Regions from separate parts of the Sus scrofa genome. Here region 1 is linked to region 2. A link is a contact called in public Hi-C data. All regions are on one chromosome and are shown on one strand. The core of a region is the stretch at or near the end of the contact, and the rest is flanking DNA. Distances in the headings are between cores, read along the strand shown. Region 1 overlaps PPM1L (protein phosphatase 1L). Region 2 has its middle 42 kb from the start of ARL14.

Region 1 (6,914 bases), core at 2,286-4,785, 140 kb before region 2:
CCATTAGAAACATGAAAGCAAAAGGGCTTCCCTTTGGAGTTCCCCTCATGGCTCAGCGGTTAACAAACCCTACTAGTATCCATGAGGACACGAGTTCAATCCCTGGCCTCACTCTGTGGGTTAAGGATCCAGCACTGCTGTGAGCTGTGGTGTAGCTCGTAGACGAGGCTCGGATCTGGCATTGCTGTGGCTGTGGCATAGGCTGGTGGCTACAGCTCCGATTGGACCCCTAACCTGGGAACCTCCAGATGCCATGGATATGTCCCCCTCCCCCCAAAAAAAAGATTAAAAAAAAAAGGCTTCCTTCTCTGGAATTGAGCAACACTTGTTATATCTTCTTTCTGTACACCTGGTTTTCTCCCTAGTACCTGTCACTAACCTATCCTACTTTTCTTTTCTTTTTTTTAACTTATTTAACTGTATCTACTTATTACACTCTCCATAGGATAAGAGATTTTTCTTAGTTTATCACCAATGTAACCCTACCACCCATACTAGTCCCTGGCATATAGTAGGAATTCAGTAAGCGTCTGTTGAGTGCATGCTGAACATATGAATTCTATAGGTTAGTCTCAATTCTAAATACTTTGTCACACGGTCCCCATAAACATATTCCTACCTACATCATGTGTCAGGACTTAGAGTTTGGCAAATATGGTCAAGTAAGGCATGGAATACACATACATGCAAATAAGGTAGCTTATATATGCTATTCTAATTTCAAAGTATCTTATTACCTGCTATTTGTAGAGATACTTGAGTACTATACTTACATAGGATCAAAAAGTACTAACCCACTAACCCACATGGTTTCTACACACATTAATCTACTCTTAATTAATCACATTAAGTCATTAGTCAGTTGGATGAGGTACAGAGAGGCCTGTGTGAAAACACAGTCTAATAGCCATCTCTTTGTCAGCCACTGTGATTTGGCCACATTTATACTGTCTGCCCTACCTACCCAAGAAGTGTCTTCTTTAAAAGTAGAAGTCTTTCTGGATACTACAGTATGTACACATTTTTCCCCAGTTCTGGCACTCTTACCTTGGAATTTAAAACACACACTTTAGGGGTTCCCCTCATGGCTCAGCAGAAACGATTCTGACTAGCATCCATGAGGACCCAAGTTTGGTCCCTGGCCTCACTCAGTGGGTTAAGGATCTGGCGTTGCCATGAGCTGTGGTATAGGTCACAGACCAGGCTCGTATCTGACATTGATGTAGCTGTGGTGTAGGCTGGCAGCTACAGCTCCAATTAGACCCCTAGCCTGGGAACCTCCATGTGCTGCAGGTGCAGCCCTAAAATAAAACAAAACACACACTTTACACTAAAACACTTTCCCAGTAGTTTTTGTATATAAAGGCATGCATACCACTAAAAGGGAGGAAAGGGAGAGTGTAACAAGAAGGAATATTACTGGTATATCTAAAGAAGCCTCTTTAAACATTAAGATATTTTGGTCTTCTTTTTTTTTTTTAAGGGCCACACCCAAGGACTATGGAAGTTCTCAGGCTAGGGGTCGAATCAGAGCTGCAATTGTCAGCCTATACCACAGCCACAGCAACGCCTGATCTGAGCCTGTCTATGACCTACACCACAGCTCATGTCAAGGCCAGATCCTTAACCCATTAATCAAGGCCAGAGATTGAACCTGTGTCTTCATGGATACTAGTCAGGTTTGCTACTGCTGAGCCACGACAAGAACTCCAAACTTTAAGAGTTTTAAAAGAAAAAAGAAAAAAGAAAAAAATCAGCCTGTGAAAAACAATCTCAAAGAATAACAGGATTTCTGCTGGAAGTCAGCCCTTGCAGAGGCTGACCACATTTGCAGATGCAAAATTCCATTACTTCCCCAACAATCTCAGAAACATTAGTCTCTGGTCAAAGGCCCAGAGGTGGAGGGAGGGGGACTGTCCTCCTTCTAAATGGGAAAGGAAAGCAGCCAAGCAAAAAGAGTTTAAGAAAGAACAATGGTCTCCTGGTGAGAAAGCTTGTTAAAGTAGGTCGGTATTGGAACCACACAAATCCATCATTGTTCCTTTGTATTTTCTTTTTCTTTTCTTTCCCCTTTCTTTTCTCTCCCCTGTCCTAGTCACTATTACTGTCTCTCGTGTGAGTTTTTTAAACCATGATATATTTGTTCAATTATCTGCAGACCTACAGCCTCTTCATCAAATTAGCTGATCTCTATTTATAGCTGATAATTCTGTACAGGGGAGCTCTTGAAAATTCCTGAGAGTGATAAAACCAAGTCACATTTTGCATAGCTCTTTTCGACCCAAGGATTGTTGCCATTATCCAATAAGTTTGTTTCAATGAGTGCTGTAAATACACATTTTCTTTTAAAGACAGTAGTTTTCAATAAGAAAAACTAGGCTGAGTAGTATCAAGAGATAACATTTCTACAGTTTCCTTCACTCCCTACTCCAAGATCCCATTATCTTAAAAAATGAATTCTAAGAGACAAAAAGACAGAATAAATCTAAATAGACTTTGAATAATGATTCTATCAGGGAGGGAATTCATCTCTACCTGGTAAGTATAATCACAGAAAATGTGCTGATGTATTTTTAGCAATTAATATGTAAAACTGCCAAAGAAACTCATCTATAATACTGGTTTCTCAAGTGTGACTTTTTTGGTATTAGTATTAACACATTTCCACAGTCATTAATTACACAAAACATTTATTTCATTTACTATATTCAATTTGCCAATTTCCTAATGGCCTCTAATGATATTAAAAAAGTATAATAAAGAAAAAAAATAAAACATAAAGCATCATCAAGCCAAGGTCTAACAAAGACCTCAAACCATATTTTGAGCCATGGATCAAAATCTACGTAAAAGCTCAAGCTGTAGTTCATCTTAATTCTTTCGACAATTAAGGTTAAAACACCTAAATGTATCCCTATGTCCACTTTAACACTCATCTCAGAGGCAGGACTAACACTTACCTACAGTGAGACCATGTGTGAAAACAATGGAACCCTGACAGTCAAGTTGAGGCTTGGGTCATGGGTAGCTGGGCTAACCAGGAGACCAACACTAAGCATCCTCTTGCAGCACAGGGTCCAGAGGTACCACAGGACTAGGCAGAAAGTGATCAGATCCAGGCAGATCAGCTAGGCAGTTAGGAGCCAGTGGGCTTCAAAAGTCTAAGCTGAAAGGCAAGCTCTCACCTAGAATATTTGAAAGTTGGTAAAAGCAACCAGAATGAGAAGTAATAATAAACCCTGCTCATATGGCAGAAGCCACCTGCACCTGCCCTGTTTCATAGCAGTTACTGGGTATGAGTGTTAAGGGTTGACAAATACCAAGCAGAGCCAAAAAGAAGCTAGGAGTCTGTGCATTTCTCTTCTAACCGATGACAGAATTACTCCGCAACACCAACGGCTCAAAAAGTGTCAAAACTAACACTGGCTCAAAAGTGTCTGACTGTTTTAACAGTCAAATATTCTTAACTTCTTCTCATCTCGTCACATTCTATTGACTCGATCAGCACTACCAGCCAAAATAACAAGGGAGTTAAACATTAGCCAAGAGTGCTACTCTAAGTGACTTTGAAAAAGTTACTTAACTTTTTTTTAACCCATTCCACTGTCTGGGAAACATGGAAAATACTTGTTTCATTGGGTTGGAGAAAGCAGCAATACAGGAAAGAACTCGGGACAGTCCAGGCATTTAGTAAGCAATCAAGCAAGCTGCTATTGCTACTTGCATTTTAAGTTAAACTATTTAAATGCCACTTTTGGACAGCTACATACAAAAGAATCAAACTGGACTACTTTTATACCACACATAAAAATAAACTCAAAATGCTTTAAAGACTTAAATGTAAGACCTGAAACCATGAAATTCCTAGAAGAAAACATAGGCAGTAAGCTCTTTAACATCAGTTTTAGCAATATATTTTTTAATACATCTCCTCATGCAAAGGAAACAAAAGCAAAAATGAACAAATGGAACTACATTTAGCTCAAAAGCTTTCACAAAGCAAACCCTCAACAAAATGAAAAGGCCCCCAATGAATGGGACAAGGTATTTGCAAATATTTTAATATGTAAAGTATGCAAGAACTCATGCAACTCAACATCAAAAAAAAAAAAAATGACCCGATTAAAAAATGGACAGAGGACCATAAATGACATATTTACAAAGACATACAGACAGCCAACAGGCACATGAAAAGATAAACATCATTAATCATCAGGAAAATGCAAACCAAAACCACAAGGTGATACCACTTCAAATCTGTCAAAATCGTTACTATCAATAAGATAACAAATAACAATTATTCGCCACAATGTAGAGAAAAGGAATCTGTTGTGCACTGTTGGTGTGACTGCAAACTGATGTAGCCACTGTGGGGAACAGTAGGCAGATTCCTCAAAAAATTAAAAATAGAACTATCATATGATCGAGCAATTCCACTTCTGGGTATTTTTCCAAAAACAAAAAACACTAATTCAAAAAGATATATGTACCTCTATGTTCATTGTAGCATTATTTACAATAACCAAGATATGGAAGTAAACTAACTTTCCAACCATACATGAATGGATAAAGGGGTGTGTGTATGTGTGTGTATGTGTATACACATACACAAAGGAATATTATTCAGCCATAAAAAAGAATGAAAGCTTGCCATCTGTAACAACATGGATGGACCTAATAGGTATTATGCCAAGTGAAATAAGTCGGAGAAAGACAAATATCATATGATTTCACTTATATGTGGGATCTAGAAAACAAAACAAATGCACAAAAAAAAAAAAAAAAAACAGGAACAGACTCACAGATAGGAACAAACTGGTGGTTGTCAGAGGGGAGGGAGTAGAGGGATGAGTGAAATAGGTGAGGAAGGTTAAGAGGTACAAACTTCCAGTTATAAAATAAATAAGCCATGAGAATGTAATGCACAGCATGGGGAATATAGTCACTAATATTGTAATAACTTCATAAAGTGACAGATGGTAACCAGACTTATCATAGTGATCATTTTCTAATGTACAAAAAGACCACTAAGTTGTCCACCTGAAACTAATACCGTATTGTAAGTCAATTATATTTCAATTTTTAAATGCCATTTTTATCGTTTAAAATAGCCCAATATTGGCAATTTCATATGGTTCAACCTAAAATTTATATCAATCATTATGATCAATGTATCAATACTAGTAATAGCAGCACTACCGACAAAGTGTTTTTTTTGTTTTGTTTTGCTTTTTTTTACTTCTTAAGGTCCTACTTTAGGTTCCTAGATGCTCTCTGGAAATGTTGACAAAAACTACTCCATTGCAAGTGCCTCTCTTTGATCCATCTTCCCATAAAGGTCTGTCAAGAATAAGGAAAGCCATGGAGTTCCCGTTGTGGCTCAGTGGAAACGAATCTGACTAGAATCCATGAGGATGCAGGTTCAATCCTGGCCTCACTCAGTGGGTTAAGGATCCAGCATTGCTGTGGGCTGTGGTGTAGGTTGCAGACAAGGCTCGGATCTGGTGCTGCTATGGCTATGGTGTAGGCCAGCGGCTACAGCCCGGATTCAATCCCTAGCCTGGGAACCGCCATATGCCACAGGTGTGGCCCTAAAAAAAGAGAGAATAAGAAAAGCCAGCCTACATCCTACATCAGGCCTACATCCTACAAAATGTTATAAAAGGCTAAAGTGACCACAAGGTTTTTTTGCTATGTAGTTGTTTTTTTTTTTTTTTTAACCATGTAAGGACACTGTCCTAGGTCTTGGAGCATAGAAATTAAATTAAGAAAAGTTAAAAAAAAAAAAAAGGCAGTTTAGAGACCACCCCAAAAGGGAGAATTCCAAAAATAAGACTGGGTTCAAAGAAAATAAAATGAGGCCTAAAGCAAAGAGGAGGTGTCAAAATATGATACTAAAAATATGTATTTATACTTTTTATATATGTTTGTATATTGTACATGCAGTATAAATGCATGTTATTTCGCTGAGACTTTCAGTAACAGAGCTTTCATTTGTAGCCGTCATCCTAGTGACGGAGGTGCAAGGATCCATCCACATCCTCATGTTTGGGGCCCCTTGTGCCCAAAGGCTCACTTTGTCAGGAGGTTAGCTAGGATTAAGAGGGCAGCCTTTGGCCACAGAATGAGCAGGCTAATGAACACCTAAAGGAGTCCAGCCCGTGACCCTTCCTTCATAAGGGAACTCCCTGGCCTAATCACACACTAACAGTGCTAAAACATGTGTTCAAAATACCATCAACTTTGTGATTTAGTACTCTAACAGGCACTCATAAATAACCCTTTTTGAAATTCAATGAGGACTTTATGTCTGGATATGAACTGCATAATAAAAATGAAAGCTCTCCCAGTCTCTGAATATTATGTGCACCATGATTCAAATAAGCCAACTTTAGAGTAAACTTTACAGCAAACTTGGTCATCTACGTTGAAAAACATTGTCATCCAGGACTCCAGTGTTAAGACGGTCTGGATGTAAATCCCAGGCTTGGGGGCTATAGGAACTCAAATGTTTCAAGCTCTTTGTGCCCCTTTCATCATCTGTACATGGGGGGCACAATTATGGCTACCTCATACGGCTCTTTGGAAAATTAAATGAGCTAATACATAGAAAAGTACTTATATCTGGCACCTAGGAAATGTTGACGAACTGGTACCAGTTTGTTAATATTATTGTCATGCTAATTACTGCTGGTCATATCTATACTAATAATGATGTTATAAACAGAATATAAGTGATGAACATTATAAAAAGAAATCATTATATATTAAGATAAAAAGTATGATCATTTATGCATTTTCACAACAAACTAGGAGCCTTGACATTACTTTATACTAATATCTCACACATTAGCTATTGTTGAAAACTCCCTCACTCCAGCCATCTGTAATCAAGAAGGACACTAAGAAAGATC
Region 2 (7,569 bases), core at 1,569-4,068:
AGGACTTGTTCATGAATATGTAAAGACATAGTAATGGATATCAAATCATTATAAGATTTAGATTCCACTGGACTCTTTTAAAAGAGTTAATTGAACAGTTTTATTTTAAAATGTTAACATATTCCAGTATGTCCAAAATTACATCTTTTGCAATTATTTAAACTACTGATGCAAAACTTTAGATGCTAATTCAAAAATGTGTGAGGGGGAGTTTATAATTTTTCAAAATCAATTTGGAGAGTATCATACTAAATGAAGAATTAAGAAAGAGAAAGACAAATACCATATATGGAATATAAAATGGCCCAAATAAACCTATCTGCACAACAGTAGCAGACTCACAAAGAGAATAGACTTGTGGTTGCCAAGGGAGAGGGGAGAGGGGGAAGGGGGTGGGATGGGGTTTGGGGTTAGTAGATGCAAACCATAACATTTAGAATGGATAAGCAATGAGGTCTTGCTGTATAGCAAGGGAATTATATCCAATCTCCTGGGACAGACCATACTGGAAAAGAATATAAAAAAAGAATGTGTGTATGTATATATAGACACAACTGAGTCATTTTGCCGTACAGCAGAAATACGCAGAACATCGTAAATTAACCACATTTTAATAGAAATAAAAAGGGAAGAAAAAAACTAATTTGGAAAGTTTTTGTTGTTGTTGTTGTTGTTGTTTTGTCTTTTTGCCTTTTCTAGGGCCGCTCCCGCAGCATATGGAGGTTCCCAGGCTAGGGGTCTAATCAGAGCTCTAGCCGCCGGCCTACACCAGAGCCACAGCAATATGGGATCCGAGCCACAACTGCGACCTACACCACAGCTCACGGCAACGCCGGATCCTTAACCCACTGAGCGAGGCCAGGGATGGAACCCGAATCCTCATGGTTCCTAGTTGGATTCCTTAACCACTGAGCCATGACAGGAACTCCTGGAAAGATTTTTTTTTAAACTAAAAACTTAAATATTACTGCTCTCTACAGCCACCAAATGCTCAGAATTGCTACTATCTGCACACGCTGCAAGGCCTCTCTCACACAGGCACCTTGATGGGATGCCACTGACATCCACCCAGATTAGAAATTTGTTGAGGACCCCTCTTGAGTGTCAGGCCAATGGCAAGCAGGAAGAGGCCAACTCCAGACTCTTTCCTCTCATCCAATCAGAGTAGAGCATCTGCTCCCTCCCTGCTCTCTAATAACTCAGCTAGTGCTGGTGTCAATACCAGGAAAGAGCATGGCATGGACAGCGTCCCCAAAGAACTGGTCTCTTGGGCCAGTATCAAAACTCAGACATGGCAGGGTCAGGATAAGGACCCACTTATTAGAACATGAATAAAAGGCAAGGACTTTCTTTCAGAGAACATGAAAGAAATTTATTATTAGAACTAGAGATACAAAATCAAGATGACTTGATGCAAAATAGTCAAGAGAAGTGCCTGGCTCTTGAACTTCCACCTGGCTAAAAACAGGATTTTTCTGCAGCACTTGGGAAAGCAGAAAGCCTATGACACTGCCAAGAGATGCTCACCTGACTAAATGGGTTTAAGGAATTCAAACCCAAGATCTCCTGACTCCAAGGCCTCCTGTAATGAGTTGAATCCTGTCCCGCATAAAGATATGTTCAAGTCCTAGCCCATGACACTGTGAATGTGGTCTTATTTGGGAATAGAGTCTTTGCAGACTTAACTAAGATATAAAGTAAAATGAGAGCCTTCTAGATTATGGAGGGCCCTAATGCAATCACTGGTATCCTAATGAGAAGAGACACAGAGATACACACACACCTGGAGGGAAAACAATCAAGTGAAGAAAGCCCAAAATTGGAATGATGCAACTAAAAGATGAGAACTCCATCAATGGTGGCAACCCCCAGGAGCTAGGAAGCATTCTAGGGGAATTCTAGGAAGCATTCTTCTCTAGAGCCTTCAGAGGAGGCATGTGCCTGCCAACCCCTTGATTTCAGTCTTCCAGTCTCCGGAGCTGTGAGAGAATAAATGTCTGTTTTTTAAGGTGAAACCTTGTGATCATTTGTTACACTAGTCCCAGGAAATGAATACACCTCCCTCCTGGGATGGTATAAGAAATCTCAGGAAATCTACCACTCACCTACTATTTTATTTTATGCAAGTTTCTACCCTTTTTGAAAACTCAATTTGATTCAGCCAAACATTTCTTAACTGCATAGTTAGTGCCTGACCCTGCACATTATATGCTTGCATGATTTTCATGAGGGTGAGAAAGACCAGACACACCAGCTCCTGACTCCATTGAACTTTCAGCCTAGAGAGGAAAAGGCTAGAGGTTAAAGAAGAAATTATAAGAAATAAAAAGGATGACTTCATCTCTTTTCAATGTCATGCTGGGTTATTATTTAATCAGGCCTGTCCAAGGGTTGTTTGATCCCTAGCATGTACCTTTGTTTTACTTTCCAATTTGCTATTTTGTTAGAGCCTCCAAATTATGAAGTTACATATTAATTTGTAGGTTTCTGTCAAGTAACAAAAATTATTCCAAAGGTTATCATTTTATTGCCTTTAGACAATAACAGCCTTTAAAAAGTTCCTTTCCTGGTATGTAACTCTTCTTCTTGAAATGCTCTTGGAAACCAACTTTGATATTTTACTAGTTCCCTCATTTATTATTGAGTTAAATGTATTTTTGGCATACATTCATTATATTTCTGTATGAAATTATGTTTTTAACTTGAAAATTGTACTTTGACATAGAACTATTTTAAAGCTTAAATGATAGAATACGGAAAAGATTAATAGGTTCCTGGGACATGGTATTGAATGAGTGTGAGCTCTCGGTTAGGAACTGAGAAAAGCCTGAACGGGAGAAGCACTCTCTTAGGGACTGTCTCCACTGTCAGGGACCAGTGTACACCAATGTAACTTTGTATGTGCTTCATTCTTTATTCTCTTTCTACCTCCTTATCTTATTCTTGTCTGTTACTAAGGCAGACACCTTAACTGAGAATTTTGTAAGTTGCTTTTGTTTTATTATCATTATTGTTTTATTGTTTTTTGTTTTCTTTTTCTTTTTAGGGCCACACCTATAGCATATGGAAGTTCCCAGGCTAGGGGCTGAATCAGAATCAGAGCCACAACTGCTGGCCTACACCATAGCCATAACACAGCAACAGCAACTTTGGATCTCAGCCACATCTGTGACCTGCACTGCTGCTTGTGGCAACGCTAGATTTAACCCATTGAGTGAGGCCAGGAATGGAACCTGAATCCTCACAGATATTAGCCAGGTTCATAACCCACTGAACCACAATGGGAACTCCTATAAATCCTTAAACTTTACTGAGAAGCTGAAACCTTTAAAGGTATTACCCTTTCCTTCTGCTTGGAGATTGCTCTTGGCCTCCTCTTTCCTGCCTCAGGAATTCACACATGACCCAGCAACCCACCCCCATGGCTTCTTATTGGTTTTTCATGGGGGCCCCTTAATTATAAAAAGTCTGCTTTTATTTAGCATTCTTTTTCTTAATCTCTTGCATGTAGTTTATTTATGCTACAGGGAAAAATTTATGCTAAATCCAGAATTGTTGACAAATTTGAAGACAAGTCTTGGCAGTCTTTGCTGCAGTGCAAAAGTAGTAAAATCCAAGCAAGTTTTCTGTAAGTAAAAAACAAAACGAAACAAAAAACATTCAGGGACAACAATATTCTTGGTTTCTGAGACACTCAGAAATTGTAAGTACTTTCAAAAAAACTAGGTAAGTTACCCTTAACCTCCCTGGGACATCTTTCCCTGAGCTTGTAAAGAACAATTACTCAGGGATTTCCCTGGTGGCCTGGTAGGTAAAGGATCCAATGTTGTCACTGCTATGGCACAGGTTTGATCCCTGGTCCAGGTACTTATGCATACCTCAGGATGGCCAAAAAACAAAACAAAACAAACAAACAAAAGACACCTAGTAACAGTTTTCTAAAAATGATGCTCTTTTTCAAAAGTTAATGACTTGAAATAGTGATGAATTCAGGCATCCACAGGCCAATATAAGAAGCACAAGGTAGGAGCGCCTGCTGTGGTGCAATGGATCAGTGGTAGCATCTTGGAGCTCTGGGACTTGGGTTCAATCCCCAGGCCCAGAGCTGTTGCCGAAACTGTGGCTAGGATCTGATCCCTGGTCCAGGAACTCCATATGGCGTAGGGCAGCCAAAATGGAAGAAAAAAGAAAAAAGAGAAGCATAAGATAAAGTTTTTGCACAGATTAAAGTGGCTGGAGAGAAGTCAGGGAAAGAAGCCAGCTACTGAGAACCTTTTTTTTTTTTTTTTAAACTTTGAGGACAAGAAACAGGGCCAGGTGTAGGGACAGAGGCTGGGGGAGTGATTTTAAGTGAATGAATTACATAGCCAGGTGCTATATGGGCAGGATAATTCATTTGTTTAACATTTGCACAGAAAACAAATTTTCTTTGTTTCAGAATTTAGTAACATGTTTTCCAAATGCTTTTTAAAGTAAAATTTAGTGCCATATCTAATAAAATCAGCGAAAAGTAGATATTTATTTTTTTCCTCTTCCTTACCATCAGTGTATTATTCTATCCTTGATATAGTGATTTTAAAAATAAACTTGATTCTATTCACAAGAACATGTGCGCCCGAGTCCCGGGTGCAAGAAAATTGGACCATGGTAATTGCTGCCACCTTGTGGGAGAGTGAAAGAAATTCAAGATACTGTTATCTCCCTATACTCTTCAGCACCCTCTGATTCAAACATCCACCCTTTTCTTCAACATTTACTCTATGCCAGGCCTTGGCTGATCTCTAGAAATAACAGACAAGTAAGACACAGCTGCGTCCTCAAGGTATGCAGTATGCAGAACGAAGTTGTCCTGACACAATATATTATTAAATATTGTCCCAGGAGAGAGTACCCTTCTTGGATGCGGGTAGTGGAGGAACCCAAGAGACCTTCCCAAAGAGCATAGTCCAGTGGTTTGTGGATAGCCAGGCTGACTCTATTCTATGATGCTTTGTGTTATGGAAGTAATTTCCTAGAATTTTTTTTTTCCCCAATCCTCTCATTCTTTCCCAGTAATAAGAAAAAAGAAGAGGCAGTTGTGGCTGTGGCACAATGGGATCAATGGCATCACTGGAATGCTGGGACACAGGTTGATCCCTGGCCACAGTGGGTTAAGTATCCCAGGCTGCCACAATTGCCCTGTAGGTCAGAACTGTGGCTCGGATCTGATCCCTGGCCAGGGAACTCCATATGCTGCAGGGCAGCCAAAAAAAAATAAAGGGGGGTGGGGGTGGGAGAGAGCCATTCCTTCCCTTTGACCTTACACACTTAAGGAAAAAAAAGAAAGAAAAGAAAGGAGAAGAGGAAAGATGAAATGCTGACCAGCCTCAGAACCTCAGAGAGTATATGGAATACCTTTCCTTTGCCTCTCCAGATACACCTTTCACCCACCTTCATCCCGTTTTGTCCCTGGAAGATTGACCAGTGCGGACTGACTGTATCCCCTCTCTCCCACACTGACTTTCAGTTCTGGTCAGAGAATACTGGTGGAGAGCAGGCATTGGCAAGAGATCTGCCAAAGGAAGGAGAATTCAATCATGGTATACATGTCAAGATTCTCTTCCATCCAGGCAGGAATTCAACGGTAAAGTCTCCCCATCTGTCCTTTCAGACCCTGAGATGGTACCAGGGTCCAGCTGTTGCTAGCTACAGAGTGCTGAACTAATCCTTGTGGTTTTCTTACACTCTGCCCACACCTTTATAAATAATCCCTTAAAATCATCCTAATTTGAGTGGGCTATTGGTTTCCTGCTTCCCTGGCTGATATACAGGACGTTAATTAATAAATGGTTGAGTATATAAATTCTATGTAAATGAATAACTGAATGCAATAATTGAATGAATAAAGGCATGAATGAATGAATGAGTGCTAGGATGAGTGTGTAAGAACTAAATGCAGACATGTAGAATATATTAATATTGCATGCAGGAATAAGTGTATAATAACTAAGCAAATGAATACCCACATGAAATATGAATGGAAGCATAAATGAAGAAGGAATTCATAAAAACATAGAGACCAGCTTAAATAAATTTGAATGCCTGATATCACCACCTCCCCATGTTCGCATCTATTTGAACACATGCAAAGAAAAGGAGTGAAGAACAAGGCTAAAACAGGGCTATTACACAGAAACATAGTTTAGAGAGAGGCACTCAGAGGTTAGGTTAGGAAAAAGGACTCAAGAAAAGAATAAGCTAAATTTTGAAAGGGTGGAGCGTAAAGGTAGAGGTTTCCTTAGAGGGGCAGAAAATAAAGATGGAATTGAGTGGAAGGATTAAGCTCCTTCACTCTAGAGGAAAATCAGCAGCAGTTCAGAGACTCAGAAGCAAGGAGGTGTGGGAAAGGAAGCTGGCCAGCAAGTATTGCCATGAGGATCAGTTAAGCTATGGTTGGGAGAAATGGAAGCATGTAAATGCCACATCTAGAGTCCAAAGAGGGATGATCAATGAAATATTTTTCTTGGGACTCATATTCATCCATTGAACCATTGTGTCATGTTGCAGAAATTACTTTCCAAAGGATCATGGCCACTGATCTAACGCATTTGTTCTGAAAATGAGACCTTTGGTTGAGAGCCAGTTCATGCTAAAACACGCAGAAGACAGAATTATCAATTTAAGTCACAAACCTCCAAATGGTAATTGAACCCATGTTTTCTAATTTCCTCTCCCCCAAGCTCAAATTCCAATTTAGTTATTAAAGGGAGGTAGTAGAACACATTCATACCTACAAATACGGTTCAGGGAGGATACAATTCTCATGCTAGAAACTTTAGATAAACTCTAGAAAATATAAAAAGCATCATTCAGAAAAAGAATCATGTTTGTTGCTCTATAAATCCAATTTCTAGGAATTTTCTTAAGAAAATAACCATACAGCTATAAGAAGATACAGCGCAAAGATGTTCACTGCAGTATTGTTTATACAAGTTAAAAAAAAAAAAACCAACAGTGTAAATGTCCATTATTAGAAGACTGTAAAGAAATAACTAATAATAGGTAATACATATCAAACATTGATCTAAGTATATATTAACTTGTCTAATACAGTAATTTTAAGAAGTAGTGTTATTATCCCCACTTTAGAAATGAGGAGATGGAGGCATAGAGAGTTCAATATGAAATTTAATTTCACAGAGCTAGGAATTGGTGGAACAAGCATTTGAACTCAGTCTGGTCCAATGTCTAGGTGCTTAAAACCATGTCATATTGCTTTTAAATAATCAAAATTCTTATGCATATTTATCCTCTTTGATAGGGAAAGATGCATACAGTATGTTGATCTAAAAATTAGTTTACAGAACAACACATACAGTTGGATCCCATGCATGAGAAATTTCAAACAAAAGCACAGAGAGATAGCTGGATGAATGGTCCCCCAAATGGTAATTTTTTACAATTAGTATGCATCGTTTTAACAAAAATGGTAAAGCTAATGTCACAAAATTGAGCAATACCTCACTTGGACATTCATCCACCTCATATGTAGGAACAACAATTGCCATGGATATTGTAGGTTAAGGCCCT

Evidence for each region. A called contact is a pair of places that touch in the nucleus more often than the background predicts.
Region 1: a Hi-C map of liver shows a contact between it and region 2, with 10 times the contacts expected there. The contact joins two enhancer-like sites. A contact is called at or near these places in 2 of 47 Hi-C or Micro-C datasets (embryonic fibroblasts and liver).

Annotation. Positions count from the first base shown.
Region 1 is chr13:100,524,497-100,531,410 of Sscrofa11.1, reverse strand. All of the region lies in intron 1 of PPM1L (protein phosphatase 1L), which reads right to left. Among named protein-coding and RNA genes, the nearest start is that of PPM1L, 86 kb to the right of the region's middle. Within about 2 kb of position 3,535, at least 3 of the 83 cell types and tissues checked have an H3K27ac peak or open chromatin away from gene starts, as enhancers often do. A contact at or near this core is called in liver, where this site is marked.
Region 2 is chr13:100,386,475-100,394,043 of Sscrofa11.1, reverse strand. No RefSeq gene overlaps it. Among named protein-coding and RNA genes, the nearest start is that of ARL14, 42 kb to the right of the region's middle. Within about 2 kb of position 2,818, at least 6 of the 83 cell types and tissues checked have an H3K27ac peak or open chromatin away from gene starts, as enhancers often do. A contact at or near this core is called in liver, where this site is marked.